2 separate regions of the Sus scrofa genome follow, and region 1 is linked to region 2. The links are chromatin contacts, called in public HiChIP or PLAC-seq maps. All regions are on one chromosome and are shown on one strand. Each heading gives the region's core, a stretch centred on a gene start, on an enhancer-like site or on the middle of the called end of the contact. The rest is flanking DNA. Distances are from core to core; before and after follow the strand shown.

What was found. HiChIP or PLAC-seq counts read pairs in DNA pulled down with a chosen protein or histone mark.
Region 1: a contact with region 2 is called in an H3K27ac HiChIP or PLAC-seq map of alveolar macrophages. The contact joins the promoter of SEC11A here to the enhancer-like site in region 2. A contact is called at or near these places in 1 of 47 Hi-C or Micro-C datasets (heart right ventricle) and 2 of 2 datasets of contacts at active chromatin or transcription factors (alveolar macrophages and skeletal muscle).

What each region holds. Positions count from the first base shown.
Region 1 is chr7:52,826,554-52,831,057 of Sscrofa11.1, forward strand. It overlaps SEC11A (signal peptidase complex catalytic subunit SEC11A), which reads left to right and starts at 2,714. Exons shown (of 7, transcript XM_021098904.1): 1 at 2,714-2,733; 2 at 2,950-3,156. The coding sequence starts at 3,106.
Region 2 is chr7:52,628,219-52,632,624 of Sscrofa11.1, forward strand. The region is part of intron 8 of SLC28A1 (solute carrier family 28 member 1); the gene reads right to left. Among named protein-coding and RNA genes, the nearest start is that of SLC28A1, 22 kb to the right of the region's middle. Within about 2 kb of position 1,308, at least 46 of the 83 cell types and tissues checked have an H3K27ac peak or open chromatin away from gene starts, as enhancers often do. A contact at or near this core is called in alveolar macrophages and skeletal muscle, where this site is marked.

The DNA.
Region 1 (4,504 bases), core at 1,464-3,963, 200 kb after region 2:
ACATCTTAGAGCCTCATTGTATGTCTCATTAGCACTTTTCTTTTTCAACTGCTCATCATAATTCATTACACTTGTGACTTACCCAGACTCAGCACAGTCAGATTCACCCTTCACATCTATGTTTGCACTGGATTCCTGAGCAATGCTTTACTTACACCTTTTTTACTGAGTTTGAAAATATTCAGCATCCTGACTTAGATAATTTTCAACTAACTGATCTGATTAATGATCCATTTTTATGAATTGAAATAAACTACAACACAATGAAATTTCAAATTCAGCACATAAATAACACATATTACAAAATAATACATTACTTTAGATTAACTACATCCTACCAACTGAACATTAGCTGAGATAAACTATAGAGCCAATACAAAATAAACTTTTAAGAGCGAAATGACTATTGAGATATAACATGGTTTCTGAGAAAATCCTAATTAATCTGACATTTAAAATTTATGAAATAGATGGGAACAAAGTTTCTCTTCCTGCTGAAATAGCCTGTAGATAACTTGATATATCACTGGTCCAGGGATCTCATGTTGGAAAAATGCTGATAGATTAGGAGATATTTGCCCAGTCATGTGACTAGAGAACTCACTGAAGTGGAAGAGAGCAAAAACTGAAAGGAAATGTATAGTGTGATCCCAATTATGTGAAAAAATGAGTGTAAACTTTAAGTACATGGGGAAAAAGCACTATAAGGGAAAATTGTTGGAATTACCTGGAGGCACAGTGGGTTAGGGATCCTGTGTTGTCACTGCTGCTCTTTGCTACAGCCTAGGCTCTGGCCCTGGAACTTCAGAATACTGAGGGTGTGGCCAAAAAAACAAAAGCAAAAACTTTTTTTTTTTTTTTGTCTTTTTGCCTTTTCTAGGGCCGCTCCCTCGGCATATGGAGGTTCCCAGGCTAGGGGTCTAATCAGAGCTGTAGCCACCGGCCTACGCCAGGGCCACAGCAATGCAGGATCTGAGCCGCGTCTGCAACCTACACCACAGCTCACAGCAACGCCAGATCCTTAACCCACTAGGCAAGGCCAGGGTTTGAACCGGCCACCTCATGGTTCCTAGTCAGATTTGTTAACCACTGTGCCACGACGGCAACTCCAGCAAAAACCTTTATTTATTTATTTATTTATTTATTTATTTATTTTTGCTTTCCAGGGCCACATCTGAGGCATATGGAGGTTCCTGGTCTAGGGGTAGAATCAGAACTGCAGCTACGCCACAGCAACACAAGATCTGAGCTGTGTCTTCAACCTACACCACAGTTCACAGCAATGATGGATCCTTAACCCATTGAGCAAGGCCAGGGATTGAAACTGAGTCCTCATGGATACTAGTCAGGTTAGTTACTGCTGAGCCACAAGGGGAACTCTCCAAAACTTTTAATAGTGATGATGGGTTTAGAGAGGGGAGAGACTCTCTAAGACTCTCTAAAAGACTCTCTAAGAGCAAAAAGAACCATCACATTCTACTCGCTTTTTAATTTCAAATTGTGGTCAAATCCACATAACAAACAATGTACCATCTTACCTATTTTTAAGAGTAGAGTTCAGTGGTGTCAAGTACATTCACATTGCTGTGCAAGCAATCTCCAGAACTTTTCCATCCTGAAAAATTAAAATTCTGTATCCATTAAGCAACTCCCCATTTCCTCCTCCCCCTAACCCTTGAACCACTGTTCTACTTTCTGTCTCTGAATCTGACTACTTCTAGGTACCTCATATAAGGGACTCAGACAGTATTTGTCCTTTTGTATTCGGCTTATTTCACTTAGAATAATGTTCTCAAGGTTCACCCATGTGGTAGCATATAGGACTTCATTCCTTTTTAAGCCATAATAATATTCCATAGTATGTTTATACTTCCTTTGTTATTCATTCCTTCATTAAGGGACATTTGAGTTGCTTCCACTTTTTAAATATTGTGAATAATGCTGCTATGAACATGGGTATACAAACAGCTCTTCAAGACCCTGCTTTGAATTCTTTCAGGTATATAGCCAGCAGTGGAGTGGCTAGATTGCCTGTCATGTTTTAATCTTTTACAATGAGAATGTACGCATGTATTGTTTGTACGTGTTAAAACATATGAAGAAAAGAGTCTGGTACTGTTAAAAAGCTGGGGGCCAGGGATCCAACCCGCATCCTCAGGGATACTAGCCGGCTTCTTAACCCTCTGAGATACAATGGAAACTCCCAACTTATAATTTCAATTTATGATGGTTTCATTGGGAGGTAAGCCAAGGAAGAGCTGTACAGACAGCAATAAGCGATAAGAGTCACCTTGTGGTGCCCAAGGTAAAAAAAAAACAAAAAACAAAACAGGAGATTCTTCTCAGGGATACTATCAGATCCTGTTAGGTCAAAATAAAGGAGGAAGGGACTGACTACCTGACAATCCGCACCACAGATGGTCTTTTCACACTGTCACATTAGTTTTCTAATCCTACCGGGTTGTTTTCTCTCAAACCAAGAGTTTCCTAAACTCCTGAAAGGTTCAGGCAGTGCTTTGCAAGTCTCTCATATATTCCGCCCTTACCCAACAGCACTACTGAAACAGAGCCGTTCAGTTTCCCTTAGCTCGGTAGACCAGCCCTACCAGAGGAGGCCGGGCTGGGGAAATGTCCAGGGCCACACCCAGGCCCGCGGCCCCGGCTTGAACGCGCCAGCCAATCACAGGCCGGTTCTACTCGCAAACCCCAGAGACACAGCTCCCTATTAGCCAGGTGTGCACCAGGGCCCGCCTTCTGGAGGTTGCAGGGAGGCCTTCTAGCTAAACCCGAGTGGCCGCCTCCGTGTGGGGCCGCGGGGCTGAGGTGGGGAAGTGGGTTTCGGTCTGTTTGCAGCAGCCGAGGTACCGGATACGAAAGCCCTTCTACAGCGAAGCTAGGCCAAGAGGCTGGATTAGGAAGGTCACGCGTCCCTTTGTCTGTTTTCCGCAGCGAAGGGGCAGGGCTGCCCCGGTTCCGCCCCGGAAGCGGAAGTGCGGGCGCCGCGGGGTCCTGTCCAGTGTGAGCGCGGCCGGTGAGCCAGCCGTTCCTGCCGCTGGTAACACAGTTCGTCTCTCCTACTGCTCGCGTCCCCTCGCCAGCCGCGCCATGCTGTCTCTAGATTTTCTGGACGATGTGCGGCGGATGAACAAGCGGCAGGTGAGGTTGGCCACCTACCGTTCTCCTAGTCCCACGAATGCTGCTGCTGCGGTGCCCCGCGGATCTCTGGGCCCCAGTGTGAGGGCCTGAACGGGTCTGACGCTGGGATTACACCATCTCATTGTAGAGTCTGTGGCCAGAGGTAGCTTTATCCGTCCCCAATTTTTAGCCCCTAGCTGATTCCGGGCCTTCTATGGGCGGAGCAGGAAGCCTGGTCTTCTCGTTCCATTCCCCACGATGAGGCAGGGGAGCAAGAGGAAACAGTAGGGTATTTTGTAAGTGGGAGTTGGGGTTACTTATTGTTTTAAACTTGATAAGGCGGCAAACTCATGATTTCTCCAATTGCAGCGACTTCCAGTGGATTCTGGCAACTAGGTTTAGCAGTTAGTTCACTTCTGCTCTGACTTTGGGGGTGCTCCGGAAGGCGGTTAGGCCCAACAAAAGCCATTTTGCTACTTTCAGCAGTTGCAGCCTTTCTAGAGCAGCGGGCTGCGCGGACTTCCCTGAACCACCTCCGAGTTCAGAGTTTGAACAGTTACTCTACTTGCTCGTGAGTCACTTCGCATTAAGGTGGCAGCCCTCAGAATCCTCGGGTATACCTCCCAGTATTAGTGGCACAGGGATCTTGAGATTTAGATCTCCTGGTATTGTCCTTAAACCTTGCTCTGTCTTGAACTTATAGATCGTATTCTAGAGGGTACTAGGAATACTTTTGTAAGGGGCACACTTGGAAAAGTTACTCCTTTTTGTCTTCTGCACCTGTGTCTGTGGAGCCTAGTTTTGATTGCCTCGGACCTTTTTACAGATCTGCCTTCAAGGAGTATAATGTGTAGAAAATGACTAAGGCAAGGCAATTACTTTTAAGCTCTTGCTATACCTGTGAGGTAGATAATGTTATTCCCATTACACAGATTAAGAAAATGAGCTACCTGCCAGAGATTGTTAGGAAATGGGAAGAATTGGATAGCATGGGGATGGGGCAAGGATAAGTTATGAAATGAGCTTTTACCTGCACATAATATCTCGGGGAAAAAATGATAGTGACTCTAGGTACCGAGAGCTAATTAGATGAAAAGAGGGAAACTAGAAGTTTGGTTTTAGCCCTCTAAAATTGCTGTCATTTGTGTAACTTTTCCATTTATGCCTAAATATATCTCATCTAATGTCTGATTAATTTGAGTTGTAGTTTTTCTTTTTCTTCTTACCAGGTTCACAAAGGATTACTTTAGTGCAATAAATTCCATCCATTTAAAGTGTATCAGTTAATATGTTTCTGTAATTATTTGCATCCATTACAGTCATACAGAACGTTTCTATCACCCACAAGATCTTGTGCCCCTTTGTAGTT
Region 2 (4,406 bases), core at 58-2,557:
ACCCAGAGAGTTTCAGATTCAGTAGGTCTGGGGTGGGCCTGAGAGTTTGGCCTTTCTAGATATTGCTGGTTTGGACACTGTCCTCTAAGAATCACTGCTCTAGAGTCTAGACCAGACCCTCTGAGCCAACTCCATCTTCCCAGGAAACAGGCTCCGAAGGCAAAACTAAACCCACCAAGGACCTGGCCCTGCTGCCTCCTCTCCCTGGAGGGAGCTAAGCCAGAGCTTCTGATGACTTCCTGAGACTGCTTGGCAGTCCCCAAACCCCCAGCCCTCAAGGCCTAGACCCTGTACACAGAGCCCTGTCACTAGCCCCCAGCCACAATGAACCACAAAATCCCAGAGCTGGAAAATTCCTCAGAGGGGATGGCTGCAATATCCAGCCTGCCACCAAGAGCACAGGAGGGAAGAAGGAACTTACGCTAAGGTCAGATAAATTAGGGGGACATGCCTCTTTTTTTTTTTTTTTTTTTTTTTTTGGTCTTTCTAGAGCTCCACTTGAAGCATATGGAGGGTCCCAGGCTAGGGGTTGAATCAGAGCTGTAGCTGCTGGCCTACACCACAGCCACAGCAGTGCAGGATCCCCGACCCACTGAGCAAGGCCAGGGATCAAATCTGCATCCTCATGGATGCTAGTCAGATTTGTTTCCACTGAGCATGATGGGAACTCCGACATGCCTCCTGACTTCCTGCTCATGCTGTCCTTTCCCCCAGAATGGCCTCACCGCTCTGCCCCTCATGCCTGTCTCTGTGTAAGTCTCCTTCTGAGGCCTCTGCAGATGCCACATTCTCCTAAGATCGCTCCAGTTCCATCGTCCCATCTCCCTCGTTTCAGCAGCCACCCCATTTCCATTTACTTTCCATTTCTTCCTCTGAAAATCCTGCTCACTACAGTTACACCTTAATTATTAGATCCAGTGGCACATTTTCGTCCTTATCTGATCTTTTTTATTATTTTTGGCCAAATTTGGCACTGATAACCATTGGGGATTGCAGAGTATGCACCAGGCAGACACCCCGAAACCCTTGGGAGGTGAAAACATTTTCTCTCTCCCTAGGGGTTCCTCAGAGAGAATATTTAAGCAGCACTGCAGAGTTAGGGAGTGGGTGCATGTTCTAGAGGTTGGAGTGATGATAGGGAAGGAACGAGTGAGTGTGTGCTCCAGGCTCAGCCAGAACCAGGAAGGATGTGGGAGCCTGGAGGGAGGTGATCGTGGGGGTGGAAAGTTACTAGAAGGGAGATGGAGCCAAGGCAGAATGACTAATCAAGATGATGCAGCCAGGAGGTGGCTGCCACGTTGGCTGTGCCAGGGGAGATGGAAGGCTGAAGGAGTCCCAGGCAGACTCAGCTTCCTGGAGAAGCGATGAGCTGGACCGTGGCCCAGCAGGAAGCAGCTTGGATTGTGAAAATCTAAGCTAGCTCAGAGACTTCCCCAGGCAGACATGGGCCAAGGCCTTGGACTTGGTCCACATGATTCATGGAAAGAACAGAAAGAAAACTCCTGAGTCTTCCGTTCGATTCAGCATTAACAAAGCCACTCTCAGCTTGAGGACAAGCCCCAAGCTTGACGTGTGTGTGTGTGTGTGTGTGTGTGTGTGTGTGTGTGTGTGTGTGTTCGTGCTCATGCACGCATGTGGGGGGAGGGCAGGGTGTGAAGGAAGTTTTGTGATTAGTGAACCTTGTTGAGAATGGGAACTCTGTGGCCATGGAGCATTGGTCTGAAATCCACCCTCATTCCCACCTGCCTTTGCTAAGGAGGCCACTCGCTAATACACTAACTGGAGAACAGAGCCTCCAGGGGCCAGGGAACAGTTAGTGTTTGGCTAGGAAATGCTGAGCCTGGTTAATGATAAACCCACCTCCCTTACTGCTTCTCTCTTGACTGAACATCCAATCTAAAAGTCTTTTTTTTTTGCTTTTTAGGGGAGTATCTGTGCCATATGGGAGTTCTAAGGCTAGGGGTTGAATTGGAGCTGCAGCTGCTGGCCTACACCACAGCCACAGCAACACAGGATCTGAGCCACCCGCGCCACAGTTCATGGCAACACTGAATCCTTAACCCACTGAGTGAGCCCAGGGGTTGAACCCACATCCTTATGGATACTAGTCAGATTTGTTTCTGCTGCACCTCAATGGGAACTCCCAGTCTCAAAGTCTTTAGCAACCATTAATAGATTTCAAATTTACCACTACTGTTATTAGGGATACTTTCAGTATTTGGAAGGGACACATGATGTCACTGACTTCTACAAGTATGAGGAAGAAAACATCACATGACTGCCAGTACAACAACTCGGTTCTATCCCCAGTTCTGACTTAACTCACTGCAAAATTGTGCCTAAGTCACTTCCCCTCTCTGGGGGGTGGTTTGACCACCTATAATACAAAGGGGAGGCCCAAAGATCAATGAGCTTCCTCCCAGCCCAATGGTCTACGAGTCCATGGGCCCAAAGAGTGATCCAGGGAGAGAGGTAAGTAGCAGGTGTGTGCACATTCTTGGAAAAAGGGAGGAAAGACACATAGCTAACACTGACGAGGGGATGGACATAGCAGCAAGCTGGGTGATACTTTCAGTGCTGGAATGGGAGACAAGGCGGGTGGGGTCTCTGGTGGACACAGCTGCTTGGACTGCCCGGTGTCCCTTCCATTACTTCTTTTGGGAAAAAGCTGTTTAATTTTTTTCTCTCTTTTTTTTTAGGGCTTCACCCCAAGCATAGGGAGCTTCCAAGGCTAGGGGTCAAATTGGAGCAACAGCTGCGGGCCTACACCACAGCCACAGCAACATCAGATCCAAGCCACGTCTGTGACCTACACCACAGCTCAAAGCAACGCAGGATCCTTAACCCACTGAGCAAGGCCAGGGAACGAACCTATATCCATCCTCATGGATACTAGTCAGATTCATTTCCATTCAGCTACGATGGGAACTCCTTTTCTGGCTTTTTTTTTTTTTTTTTTTTTTTTTTGGTCTTTTTTGTGGGGAACAAACTTTTAATTCCCTTTGGGAAAGCACCCCTCTTGCACTCTCAGCCCAGAGGCTCCAGGTTTGGCCTCCCAAAGTCATGTATCCTCCCTGGCTACCTGTTCAAGGATGGCAGATACTTCAAGCCAGGCTAAAAAGAGCCCACTCTTGGATTTCCTTCTGCAATTAATGGAAATCAGGCTCCCTTTCTCTCTCTCTCTGCTAAGGTTGCTAAGTTGGTTGGATGTAAGCCTGGTACCTCTTTGCCATACTTCAAGAGACCTACACAAAACTAAGACAAAAGCCAATCCTGAGAACACAGAACCAGGATATAAGTAAGGCAAATCCCAGGTAATGTTGAGTACCTGAATCCAGCAGGACCTGAAGCCTCTGGATTTCCCACTTATGGAAATTAATCTGGTTTGGGGTGGTGGTGGGGTTAGTTGTGTTTTGTTTTGCCTTTTGATTAAATACACACACACACATACACCTTCAAATCACTCTGCTACAGCAGAAATTAACACATTCTAAATCAACTATATTTCAGTTTTTAAAAAGGGAGGGGGATAATGACAGTATTTTCCCCATAGGGCTGTTGTGAAGATGAAGTAAGCACATAGTCCTTGCTCCTTAACTAGCAGCTGTTATTATGACTTCCTTCTCCCTAAGTTTTTCTTCTCTGTTCCACCAGGATCTCAGGTCAGCAGGGGATACAATGGTTTCCGGGGGCCCTGGATCTTACTGCTAAGCCTGTGGGTAGCTTTTGGCTCCAGTGGGTTGGGAAGCTCTGGCCTCTGCTGGGGAGGTTTGGAGCAAGAAGAGCTCAGCCCTGGTCTTGGGCCAAAGGACAAGCTGCTCAGGAGCACACAGTCATGGGAATGGTGGCCCAGCCAGGGAGAGGCTGGCTGTATGGGAGCCCAACCCACAGCCAAGGGCTCACAGAGCCAGGCCTTCCCGGTAGGCAGAGGGGCTTCCCACATGCACAGGAGAACCAATATTTATTCACTCCATTCATTTGGCAAAAAGCAGTGCTCCAGGCACCGGGCAGGGCTTTGAAGGGCTCAGAGTCAGGGGACACTAGAATGAGTAAAACCCAGGCTTTGCCCTCAAATAGCTAAATGCAAACACAGCTGCAATACATGGAGCTCCGTGAAAAGCTTCATACAGCTGGTTTCTCAGCTGTCTCCCTCCCCCACTTCATTTCCTATGGTGACGTCTCTCCCGGTTTGTGGCCGTCTGCTGGTCCCTGAGTCACCACTTGGATGGGAGGCAGCCTCCTCACTGGTCCCCTATTCCAAGGAGCCTTCCCACCTACTATTGACACGCTAACAGTGCCAAAGCTCCAATCAAGTCCCTCCCTGCTCAAAAATCTTCAAGGCCCCTTATTTGATGGAGACAAAATCCAGGAGTGTCAGCCTGGCATTTAAGACTCTTCAAAATACA